2 separate regions of the Gossypium hirsutum genome follow, and region 1 is linked to region 2. Evidence: chromatin contacts called from public Hi-C data. All regions are on one chromosome and are shown on one strand. Each heading gives the region's core, a stretch centred on a gene start, on an enhancer-like site or on the middle of the called end of the contact. The rest is flanking DNA. Distances are from core to core; before and after follow the strand shown.

Region 1 (6,217 bases), core at 2,218-4,717, 850 kb before region 2:
ATTCACATATTACCTTTGCTTGTAAATTATATCAAATTAATATCAAATTTATTATTATTCTTGGGTAAACTGCACTTTTAATCACTAAACTATGATTAAATTTTTGTGGTCACTTAAATAAAAAAGGTTACAATTTGATCACTAAATTATTCAAAAAATTTTATTCAAGTTACTGAATTATTCAAGGTGCTTATTTGAGTTATTGGATTGTCAAGTTTTTTTCTTTTCTCTAAAATTCCACTAAAATGCTCCAAGTAGTGATTCGACAATTGGAGAGCTGGATCAATACTCATCGACGAGCAAAAGAACATACATTAAATCCAAGTCAATTTGACAATTAATGTTGAATTGGATAAAAAAATTTGTTTGAATTTTGATTTACAAGTTTGTGACATTTAAAGTTGCCCAAAAAAAATATTAAAAGGAAAGAAAGCTTTACAAAGGCAAAAAATTGCAAATGAATTTGCTTCATTCGTAGTGCATTGAATTCATATATATATATATATCACATTTTCCTAGAACGACAGAAGGAAAAAGAAGTGATAAAAAACAATTCATATCAAAACAAGTTCATGTATTATAAAGAGCCTAGGAAAGCCTGAGAGTATTTTTAGGAGCACTTATCCATGCGGAACCGGCAATGGCAAATCTCCACAAGGCGTTAACGTGCTCGGGTAAAGCGTACTCAATGCCAACACGTGGCCCAATTAATATCTTATCCGGTTCAGGCCCGTCCAAGAGTTCCAAACCACCTAGGCCACACTCCATATAATTTTATATTATAGGACTACATCAGTAGAAATCAGAATTATGTACAAATATAGCAGCTCAACTAATTACCAGGAGTGTATAGTGGATGGTTAGACCATTCTGTGGTAATTCCAAGTGCCTGACCAACCTAATACATAGAAATATATGAATTACTAACTCAAAAATCATACATTACTCCAGAGAGATATCTATGACTATTTTTTCATGAAGTACTCATGTTTGACACCCATGTATGGCACATATGGGTATGACCCCCCACCAAGTACATAAAGAAACTTATAAAAAATTAAACATACTCATATTTGACACTCTCACTTGAATTTGAGTAATATAGGAGATGATTGCTCTATGCAAGGAATCGTTTTTTTTTGGGGAGGTGGGGGTGGGGGTGGGGGTGCGGGTGGGGGAGGGAGGACCAGATCACTAATAGATCAGCGAGTAAATTTTCTCTTTGCTAAGTTGCAGCAACTTAATACATGAAAGACCTGAAGAACTTTAATACACCAATGTTTCAATCCAAGCAAAAAACTTTATTGTCTGATTATACATTAATGTTAAGCTCATATAATTCTTTCTAAGTGTCATTCAATGCCTCCACATTTATCAGCTAGAATATGATCTAAAACTTTTTTTTTCCACATAAATGACTTGGAAGCTTAAAAGTAAAAAGGATAAGTGAAAGTTAATACTTCATGAAAGTGTAACAAAAAGAGAGGCAGACGAAAAGAAAACAAAGTGTGAAGTACATATGCACATGTGTGGGCAGAAATGACCTGACAGTTTGCATGCAGGGTTGGCCGTATACATGGTACATTTCTTCAGTTCTCTTTTGAAGCCATTAAAGCCTTGGAATTTTGGCATCATTCCAAACTGTTAGATTCACTTTAAACCTTCTTAGTAGCAAATCCAATGCTGAGTTTGAATGTTTGATAAATGAAAAATCTGAATTCATTTCATCACTTCCTTTTCTTTTGTTTTGGATAATTTTCATCATCCCTCCTCCCTCTCCCCAAATTTTGTCATTATAGCTCATCTCACTAATAAGTTCAAATTGCATATAGGTGATGCAATGAATATGTCAAGGTAAAAGAGGATCAAGATTTTATTTGCACTTGAGAAGAATTCTTAATTAATTATCTGAAACCAATATTTAAAAACTGTTTATGCTAATTGAACCAACAAATCCACATTGCATAAAAAGGAACATAAAAAGGAACATCAAAATAATCCAAAAATAAGAGGAAATAATAAACTCTAACCTTTCCGGGTCCAGTGAGAAGAATAGGCTTTTCAGTTTGCTGACCACGACGCTCCTGAATAGTCTCCAAACCTGCAACGGGGTTCACATATTGCCTTCAACAAACATTATGTTTTGTTTTCTGACCCAAAGATAGAAAGCATGTAAAGTTCGAGATTTTTATGAAGGACAAGAAAACTAGAAATGAATATTCCCACAAAAATTCTTAACAGTTACTATATTATGAGATGTTAAAGTTGGCGATTGCAAATAATTGAATAAGGACAATTCAAGGGATCATCAACTACGCATTCACAACAATGAAAGGCTAAATAGGCTACAATAATAAGAAACATTAGCAATTTAATAGATAACAAACAAAGCAGATGATTATAGAAGTAACAGATACTTAGTTAATACCAGATAATAATATGATAACGTACCACACACCGGAGCGCATGCACGTATTAACACTGCAGCCCCAGCTCCTTCTTTGTCAGCAACAACATTGAGCATCGTATGAAGTCCACAGCAAAGATAAACATAAGCATGCCCTCCAGGACCAAACTACAACAACCACATAGAGGATCTCAATATCTATTATTATTAGTACCAAAATAAACATAAATAGTGTTAAAACCATCAAGGTATTACTGGAGCAATGATCAGATTAGCAAGCACATGTGAAAGATGAAAGCAAAAGGGCTAAACTCACAACAGGGGCTGTTCTTGCCGTGACTCCAAATCTACCATGACAAGCTGAATCATTTGGCCTATAAGCCTCTACCTGTTAAAACATAATGATTCAAATAAGAAAATACATAACAATGGAATTAAAATTAATTGGTGGGGGGAATATGAAACTTTGACCAGACCCAATTAGTAGGTAGCCTTTGTTTTTCTTTGGTTTTCTTCTCAGCAAGCAAATAAAATGGGCTTTGAACAAAATTCAACTGCTCAAATTAATGAAAGCCCCAACACCCAAAAAGTACAAATTTCGAACTTCCATTTCGATTTTCCGAAGAGCTAAAAGAATTTAGGAAGAAAGTCAGCAAAAATGCACCAAAAATTACCTCAGTGATTTGAAGAACAACATCATCTCTCCTTAAAAACTTGCCAAGCAAACGTGGCGCCAAATCAAGAGCGTCAATTTGAAAGAACTCCGGGGGCAGTATCGTGGTATTGCGAAAACAAGGGAGAGAAACCGGAGAAGATTGCGGCCGAGTTTGTTTACGGCTTGGTTTGGTCCGGGTCCTAACGGTCACTGCTTTGGAACTGTGACTCGTCCGTCCTTCCAGGCATTGGCTCGACCGAACTGTTTTCCTGGATTTCGAAGCAACTGGTTTAAATTGGTGAGTTGGGTTCATCTGGACCAAAAGTGTTGGAGCTGAAAGAGACATAAGGATATTGAATTTTTTTATATTGGTCAGAATTTGAAGGGTTGGGTTCTACTTTTGACTTTTTGGGTAAACGACCCACACATCTTTTAGAATATTTTCAATTTGATCACCTAAAATTAATTTTTTATAATTTTGTTATCTAACTTTTAGGGAAGTTTCATTTCAGTCACCAGCTGTAACGGTAGTTAATTGTACATGTTATAACATATCTGTATTTTCATTTTTGTCACTCAACTTTCGAGTCGCTTTAAGTTTGGTGACTTAAAAATAATATCTTTTTTAAGTATTGATTGGTGTAAATAAAACATCAAGCATTAAAGTGAAATAGTGATAGAAACTAAAATAATACACAAAAATTGTCAAATTGTATTTGCTTATCCCATTGTCAAAATTCTAAAATTCTTTTTTAAAATATTAAAAATTTAAATTTCAAAACATCAAAATAAATTAAATAAATTGTTGAAATTTTTTTATCTCTTGATAATGTCAACTGATTTGTTACTATAATATTGAAATTAATTAATTTAATCACCTTCCAAAATTTAAATTTTTATTTTATATTTTCCAAATTATTGTAATGTCCCTAAAATCCCTTAATCGTAAATAGTGTTAATTCAAGAATATATGACTTAGAATTTTTGAAGTCAATAAAATAAGAATTATTAGTGTTAGTAGAAAAGATAATTAGATACTTGAGGGAATTGAAAAGATTAATATATTGAAAAATATTAATTTAGGGTATAAACTAAATTGTAAGGTTATAAAAAGTGTTAGATTAAAAATGAAAGATTTAAAGTATAAAGAATTAAATTGAATTGGTGGGAAAATGTGAAAGAACATAGAGTGCAATTATTACAAAAAGAGTTGATAATTGTTTAAATTTTTAATTAAAGAAAGATATGAAAATTTTGTCAGGGCCATTGGATAACATAGGAAAGAATTAAATCTAAGCCATTCAAAATGGAATGTGATGGAAAGATTTTTTTAGTTGTCATACTTTTTATTTCTTTATATATTATTAATATTATATCATATAATTTTATTATTATTAAATTATTTAGTGACGTGATCTTTGGAATGTTAATTGGGCCAAACATCAAGCTGCCCATTTCCATACCATTTAGGATATATGTTGACGAGGCTCTAAGAGATAGGATGTAAGATATTTCTGATGGTCCAATTAAAATTCCTATTAGGCCTATGATACGGGCTAGAACTAAGAGATTCAAAGAAGCACTTGTAGGTTTGATCCAACACGTTTGGGCTGAATATGACAAGTTCAATATTTAATTGGCATCTGTTAAAGACCCAAGTTTATGCAACATTTTGCATGTGAAATTTTGAAGCTCAATCATCCAATTTACTTTGTCTTAATTCCATAACTTTTTAAAATCATACTTTTTGGTTTCAATGTGTGTCTTATTATTTAAATATTAAATATTGTAATTTTCATTACATCATTAGTTTTATATCTAATGTGTCCTATTGTGTTTTAAAAATGTCTTAGTTTGTTATGTCATTATCATGTCTTTTTTGTTACAATTTAATTGTTATGTTTATTTTTGTCTTTAATATGTCTTTATTTTGTTCTAGGAACAACAAATGGTTGGTCACCTAAAGGGTTACAAGGAGTTGTTCATTCAGCTAAGGAATATGGAATTAAGGTGCTTTAAACTAGGTCTGTTCGTTCTCCAAGGTTCATACAAAACCGAACAGTCACAAAAAGGTGCAAATCCTTAAGGATTAAGCTACATGAACATTCATCAAGTGTCCATTCAAACTCCTTCACATATATGAAATTTTCGGTCACCAAAGGGTCTTACATGAATTTGGTCAATTAACTTCTTCCCATGCATGAACTCTCTTGCAACGAGTTAAATGCAGCCACCGAATTCATCATCAAGGTGCATGGACGACAAGGGGAATGTATATGGTTGTTCATTGTATTCTTTGAATATTTGGATTGATGAACTTTAGGATTAATGTATTATTTTAATTCATGTATTCACATTAATGGCTGAAATGACCATTCGTTTTCTAAGGCCCTATATATATTCGGTCAAGTACTTTGTAATAGGGTAATGAACATTTTTAATATATATTTGAAAGTTATCTTTTTTTTCTTTAAGAAATAAACCCAAACTTATCAAGAATTGTCTTGTGGCGTTCAAAACTTAATCGATCTTATCATTTCAATCATTTCTATTTCTAAAGAGTGGGGATCACCCTTATACAGTTGGTTCCTATTTCATATATAAATAGTGGGTCGGTTTTTCTTCAATTTCCAAACCTATCAAAATATTAATCATCTTTATAAAAACTGGGTCTCGTTATTATATAGCATAAGTTCATTTCTAAGATTTTTTTTCGAGTTCGAAAGTTATATCATTTACCATTTTGTTTGTTATTTTTCTTTTATTCCTATCTTTTACCATATTTCGAGTTTGATCCTATTTAGAAACAATTGGGCAACTTAAATTGTGACTCGTAATCTTGATTGCATACGAGGTTCACATCATTGGGTATCAGAGCTAGAATTCTTTACAGGTATCGTTTTATTTTCTCTCTCTCGTATTTAAAAAAAATCATGAGAAAACAATTGTGAAAAAAAACAAAAGATGAGGTTAAAATTTTAAAAATAGTTAGGGAACCCATTAATAAAAATTTCAATTGATTAGTACTTTTGAGCTCATTTTACATATTTTGGTAAATTTTTACGAAAAAAAAAGCCAAGCAAAAAAAAATCTTTTTTCCATTTAGCCAAAATACCTTCTAATCATCTCTTGAGTCATTTGAACACATTTCTATC
Region 2 (5,947 bases), core at 503-3,002:
TTGAAATTAAAATCAAGTCAATATGCTCCACACGGTCTCACACACAGGCGTGTGACTTGACCATGTGGCATAAGTCAGTATACCTTACAGGTTTGGCACATGGCCTAGCACACGGCTTAGCACACGGGTGTGAATGGCCATTTTTAGGGCATACGGGCTAGCCACACTAGTGTATGTGTTGGTCATGTAACCCAAGTTAGAGAGTTACATAGGGTCGGACACGGGCTGGGACACGGCTATGTACTCCCAACACGAATGTCCACACAGCTTGTGACACAGGCGTGCCTGTTGGCCGTGTGAGACACACGAGCGTGTGTCCCTTGTTTTTGAGAAAAATTCTTAAGTGTTCAAAAAGTTTACAAAGTTATCGGTTTAGTCCCGAACCACTCCCAATGTATGTTTAGGGCCTCGTAGGCTCGTATTAGGGACACAATGATTGGTTGTAAATAAAATATATATGATTTGATTAATTGTATGTGAAATGTATGTTTGAATATGTTATAAGTCTGGTAATGCTCCGTAATCCTATTCCAGCATTGAATACGGGTGAGGGGTGTTACAAATCACATAATGAAAATTTAATTCTCTTTATAGACAAGAAAAAAAATTGAATTTTCACAAAAAAAAAAAATTTATTTGGAAAAATAGATCTCACTAATTTTCGACAAAGTGACTACATTTAGAGTTTTATGTTGTTTACTTATCCCATAGTCCCTTTTTATAAAGAAAATGCACAAGAGTTCTATTTGAATAAGAGGAGACAAAAATAATACAATTTTAATAGAAAATACAGACTCCCATTAAGACATCACATGGTGAGTGGCACACACACTAGGAATATTCCAATGTGCTACCCACCATAATACAAGTGGGCTTTATTAGGTTTTTCTTATATTGGGTACAACTATATATTTGTTATATAGTCTTTAAAGCAACTTATATAATTTATCCAACTTAATATGAGTTTTATGTTCCCAAAATATTATTTATTTAATCAATTAAAACAAATTTAATTATATCTCTCAATTAAATTATTGAATAAACTATACTCATCGTCACTAAACTATTAGTACATTTACATTTTGATCACTCAACTTTAAAAAGCTATAGAATGGTGATTGAACTATTCGAAAGTTTTCATTTAAGTCATTGGGTTGTTAAAATCACTACTGTATGACCTTTTTTATTAGCCCCATATGTACCAATCAAAAGCTTTCCTTCCCCTTCCTTTCTACAATTAAGTTTTATTTTTCATAAAATAGCTTTGAACGCCACAAACTTGCAAACCAAAATCCAAACAATTTTCTTTTTCGATCTTCGACAATGACTATTAAATCGACTTGGATCTAAGATATGTTATTATACTTGTCGATGGGTACTAATCCACATATCGTTCATCGAAACATCGCTTGGAGTTTGTTAACTAAACTTTTTTTTAATAACTTAATAGTCTAGTGACTTAAAAAAACTTTTAAATTGTTTAATGACTTAAATAAAAATTTTGAAATAATTTAGTGATCACTCTGAAACTCTTTGAAGTTTAATGACCAAAATGTAAATTTATTAATAATTTAATAATATTAATGTAATTTAACCAATTTTATTTAAAATGATGATATAATATACAATTTCAACTTTTCATTGGGTGGTAAAAGCCAACAAATCCATAATCAAACATATTTAAGTAAATCAATGTTTTATTTTATAAGGGATGTTTTAAAATTACAATATTTGTACCAAACATGCCATAAGCTTTGCACAACATCAGCAAAGAAACCCTAAAAGCAGACGAGCTCCTCGTGGTGAAGTCTTCTAGATCCTTCCAAAAATATTAGTTTTATATATCTATCCCACATTCTGGATTCTTCTACCTCCCCGCCCCGAACCCTCCAGAGCGGCCCCTCCCACCCAATTGCTTCTTTTAAGCTCTCCCTTCCATTATTATCCTCACATATCTCTCAATCCCTAATACACCGTCGTCTTGATTTTTTCATCAATGGCCAAGTACGGCGAAGGAGACAAGCGCTGGATCGTGGAGGAAAGACCCGACGGTGCTAACGTCCACAACTGGCACTGGGCTGAAACCGATTGCCTCCCCTGGTCGAAAACGTTCTTCACCAAATCGCTTTCGGATCTCACCATCCTTGACGGCCAAGGCAATCTCCTTATCAAGACCAAGAAGGTCGAAAAGGTCGACGGCGAAGCCTATGTTAATATTCGCAAGGGTAAAGTCATTCCCGGATATGAAATCAGTTTGAGTGTATCCTGGGAAGGCGAAGCCAAAGATGGGGAAGGGAAGACAATGTTGAAAACTGAAGGTAACCTCGAGATTCCGTACATTTCGGATGAAAATGCTGAAGAGGATCCGGAAGTTAAGGTGACGGTTAAAGACGAAGGACCCATTGGTAAAGCCTTGAAGGAAGCGATGCTGGCCAAAGGCAAGGCTTTGGTTTTGGAGAAAGTGAGGGATTTTGTTCAAGCTATGGCGAAAGGTGGCCCCGTTAAAGATGAATTGGAAGCCAAGAAATCGGCTCCCAAAACTAATACTACTACTGGTAATAGTAACTCAGCTGCAGTGTCTAAGGAGGAAGTTGGGATGGAGAAGGAAGCCAAAAAGGAAGTGAAGAAGGAAGGGAAGAAAGGGTTCAAGACGATTACAATGACGGAGAAGTTTAATTGTAGAGCTAAGGATATATATGAGATTTTGATGGATGAGAATAGATGGAAAGGGTTTACTCAGAGTAATGCTAGGATAAGTAAAGAAGTCGGTGGTCAATTTAGTATTTTCGATGGATCGGTTACTGGTATTAACTTGGAGTTGCAAGAAGGGAAGTTTATTGCTCAGAGATGGAGATTTGGGAGCTGGCCCGACGGGATTGATTCTACTGTAAGTTTAATGGATTCCACTTTTGCCTGTTCTCCAGGTTTTTGGGAATACAGTGTGGTCGAATGATGGCTTATCTTTAATGGGTTTTTGTTGCAGGTAAGACTTGTTTTCAATGAGCCTGAGCCTGGGGTTACTATAATCAAACTCACGCATTCAGATGTTCCCGAGGAGGACAGGTTGGTTTTTATTTGTTTTATTGCGCAAGATGGCTAATTTCTTACTTTCTGAATTGGGTCATTGATTTTACTTCTGTTTTTGCTTTGATTTGTGATGCAGATATGGGAATGCGACTGTGGTGGAGAACACTGAGAGGGGTTGGAAAGACCTTATTTTCAATAAGATACGAGCAGTATTTGGTTTTGGAATATGATTTATTTTATTCCGAAACGAGGAATAGTCTTTCTTTTTTGGTTTTGAATTGTTGGAACTTTATAACACTTCTTTCTTTCAGTTTATTGTGAAAAATTTATAAGACTTTGCAAGTCTGATCTTGGTCTACTGGTTCATGGTTTTAAAGTTGAAACTTGGACTGAGTGTCATTGTTGTCTTGTTTGCCGATATCTAATCTATCCCCTTTAATGAGAATGATGAAAATGTTGCCTTGCCAGCAACTTCATTATAAGTCTGTCAGTGCGCATAGTGTCTCCTTGAGGATATATATATATACTTTAAGTATATGTTAGTGTTACGATGTTACTTAAGAGTGAATGGTTTAATTCTCTGCTGCTTTAATGTGTTGATCTTGATGATACTGAAAACTAAGCTCAAATTTTATTGTTCTCTTTCTTCTGTTAGAAGCATACAGGCTTCTTTTTTGCATTGGGTCTTAGAATGATCAATCGCTCACGGGCAATGTGAAGTTTGTGGAATGCTTCATTATGTTGTCCATGATTTACAATGAATTTTCTCTGCGTAGTTTGTGATTATTTATTTTCAAGCAAATTAGCAATCTAGTTAATGTAGATTTTGGATTGCCCATTGCTTTTGAAGTATTTTTATTGGTTTACATCATATCTGGTGCTTGGACCACGGTTAACTTAGCTACTGATTCTGTAGTTTGTTATTCTTTGAGGATGTAAGTGGAGACATGATTTTGTTTCTGCAGTCGGAGCGGGCATGCTAATCTAGCTACTTGACATATGGCTGTGGTATTGCACTTAATGTGTTTAATCGTTCAAAATGAAGCACTTGTTTCTGTGCCAACAGTGTTGGCCCTGTGAAGGGCAGGAAGCATCTTTGGCCAAGTAATTCAGAGTGTGCGTAGGTACAACAAAACGATCATGAAGTTAGAAGAGGAAATATTCAAATTGTTGTTCCTCAATTTATGGCATATAGTTAGCTGCTGTTTTGGATATGCATCTCATTGGAAATGTCTTATAATAAAAAGAGTTAAAAGAGAGCTTTTTATACAGGGATTAAGATGTGTTTACAGTTCTATAAGGCGCATGAGCCTCAAAGCCTCCAACTAAACACTTTGATTACTCTCTTAGTGCAGAACGTACAAGATGTAACTAGTGAAAGATAGAACGGTTAGTAGCAGATATTTGTGCCATTGCATGTGTTTTATGTGTAAATAACAGCTCCAAATCCAATGTCTTTTAGGTAGCATGTCAAGGATTCTTAGGTTGGACATGATTAAAGTTCATCTTTCATTCAGAAACTTCAATTCATTCGCTTAGGCTTTTAGCTTTATTAAGAACTGTAACTTTGTATTCTCCTTTTCTATTATGTATTTCTGCATAGCTCGATGAAATCTTTCACCTATAAAAGTTGACATAGATGTTTAGTGGGTGTCCCAGCTTGGACACTATGAGATTGTGACTTCATCTTTGCTGTTAGAGCTATAGGTGTACTAACATACGTCTTTATTTGTTTCTCCATACTCTTTTAAGATAATAGCTGAGGTAGGTGTGTTCCAGCTTGGACACTATGAGATTGTGACTTCATCGTTGCTGTTAGAGCTATAGGTGTACTAACATGCGTCTTTATTTGTTTCTCCATACTGTTTTAAGATAAAAGCTGAGGTAGGTGGATTCTTTGTTCTTTCCATTGAACCCTTCCAATGCCATTTCTTCATGTAATGTGATGTGTCCGCTGGGTCCGCAATTTTCATGACTTGGACATACAGGACTCTTGTTCTATTCAAATTGAAATAGGGGCCAATGAGGTTCTTTGCTGTGATGCAAGTTAATGACTCGGTTGGTTCACTTAAATTGTCATTTAAGCTTTTTTTTAAGGGTTGAATTTGATTTGGTTTGATTCAGTTTTTTTAGATTTTTTAAACTATCGTCGAGCTAGTTTGGTTTTCTGTTTTTTATACTAATTTTGGGGTTTTTGGGCTTCTTTTGATTAAATAAGTTCTGTTTTACTGCTTTTGAACATTATTTGAAGTTTCAAGTAAAAAAAAAAAAACACTCATTAGATTGGTTTTAAGAATTATTTTAATTGTGAAAAGCATAATTGTCAAAAATAACTTCAATGTTTATGGGGTTTTGGTTTTATGCTCTTGAATTTTTTTTGATTGAAATTCTCAATGTTAATAGAAGACGTCAGTTGATTGTCACTCAACCACGGTAGATAATTTGGTTAAGAAATTTAACCAATTTCAAAGATGCTTATACCTCATGTCTTTCTTTCTTTCGTATGTTTTTGAGCATTGATGTTTAAGCTAATAAAATATCACAAAAATGAAAAAGAAAAAAAACACAATGACCCACCACTATTTTCATCAGAGCCCAAACTTTCATATTACTCTCTTAATTAACCATTTTAGTTATAGTACAAATCAAAACATACCCATTTCTAGATGACTTAGAATTAAAGAAAAACACAAGTTTATTCTCAAATGAAATATTAAAAAAGAAAAAAAAAAGAAAAAATGAAGCTGAAACAAACCAACCCTTCTTTGAAACCATAAGAACACAATAGAAAAAAGAAATTTACTCATCATTGATGTAATCCATTTCTTCAGCTTCCCTTTCTAAACCGAATCAAACCAACCCTTCTTTTCTTTATAAGTCTTCACTTCTTCAACAACACCACCAAAAGTAGTTACACAGT

What was found. A called contact is a pair of places that touch in the nucleus more often than the background predicts.
Region 1: a contact with region 2 is called in a Hi-C map of leaf, with 3 times the contacts expected there. The contact joins the promoter of LOC107948576 here to the promoter of LOC107948477 in region 2. A contact is called at or near these places in 9 of 34 Hi-C or Micro-C datasets (anther, callus, hypocotyl and 1 more).

The regions. Positions count from the first base shown.
Region 1 is chrA04:32,283,943-32,290,159 of Gossypium_hirsutum_v2.1, reverse strand. It overlaps LOC107948576 (DNA-3-methyladenine glycosylase), which reads right to left and starts at 3,467. Exons shown (of 6, transcript XM_016883182.2): 1 at 3,082-3,467; 2 at 2,724-2,795; 3 at 2,452-2,575; 4 at 2,031-2,101; 5 at 841-898; 6 at 435-752. The coding sequence starts at 3,408. The coding sequence ends at 589.
Region 2 is chrA04:31,432,809-31,438,755 of Gossypium_hirsutum_v2.1, reverse strand. It overlaps LOC107948477 (activator of 90 kDa heat shock protein ATPase homolog), which reads left to right and starts at 1,752. Exons shown (of 3, transcript XM_016883035.2): 1 at 1,752-2,887; 2 at 2,984-3,063; 3 at 3,164-3,509. The coding sequence starts at 1,997. The coding sequence ends at 3,257.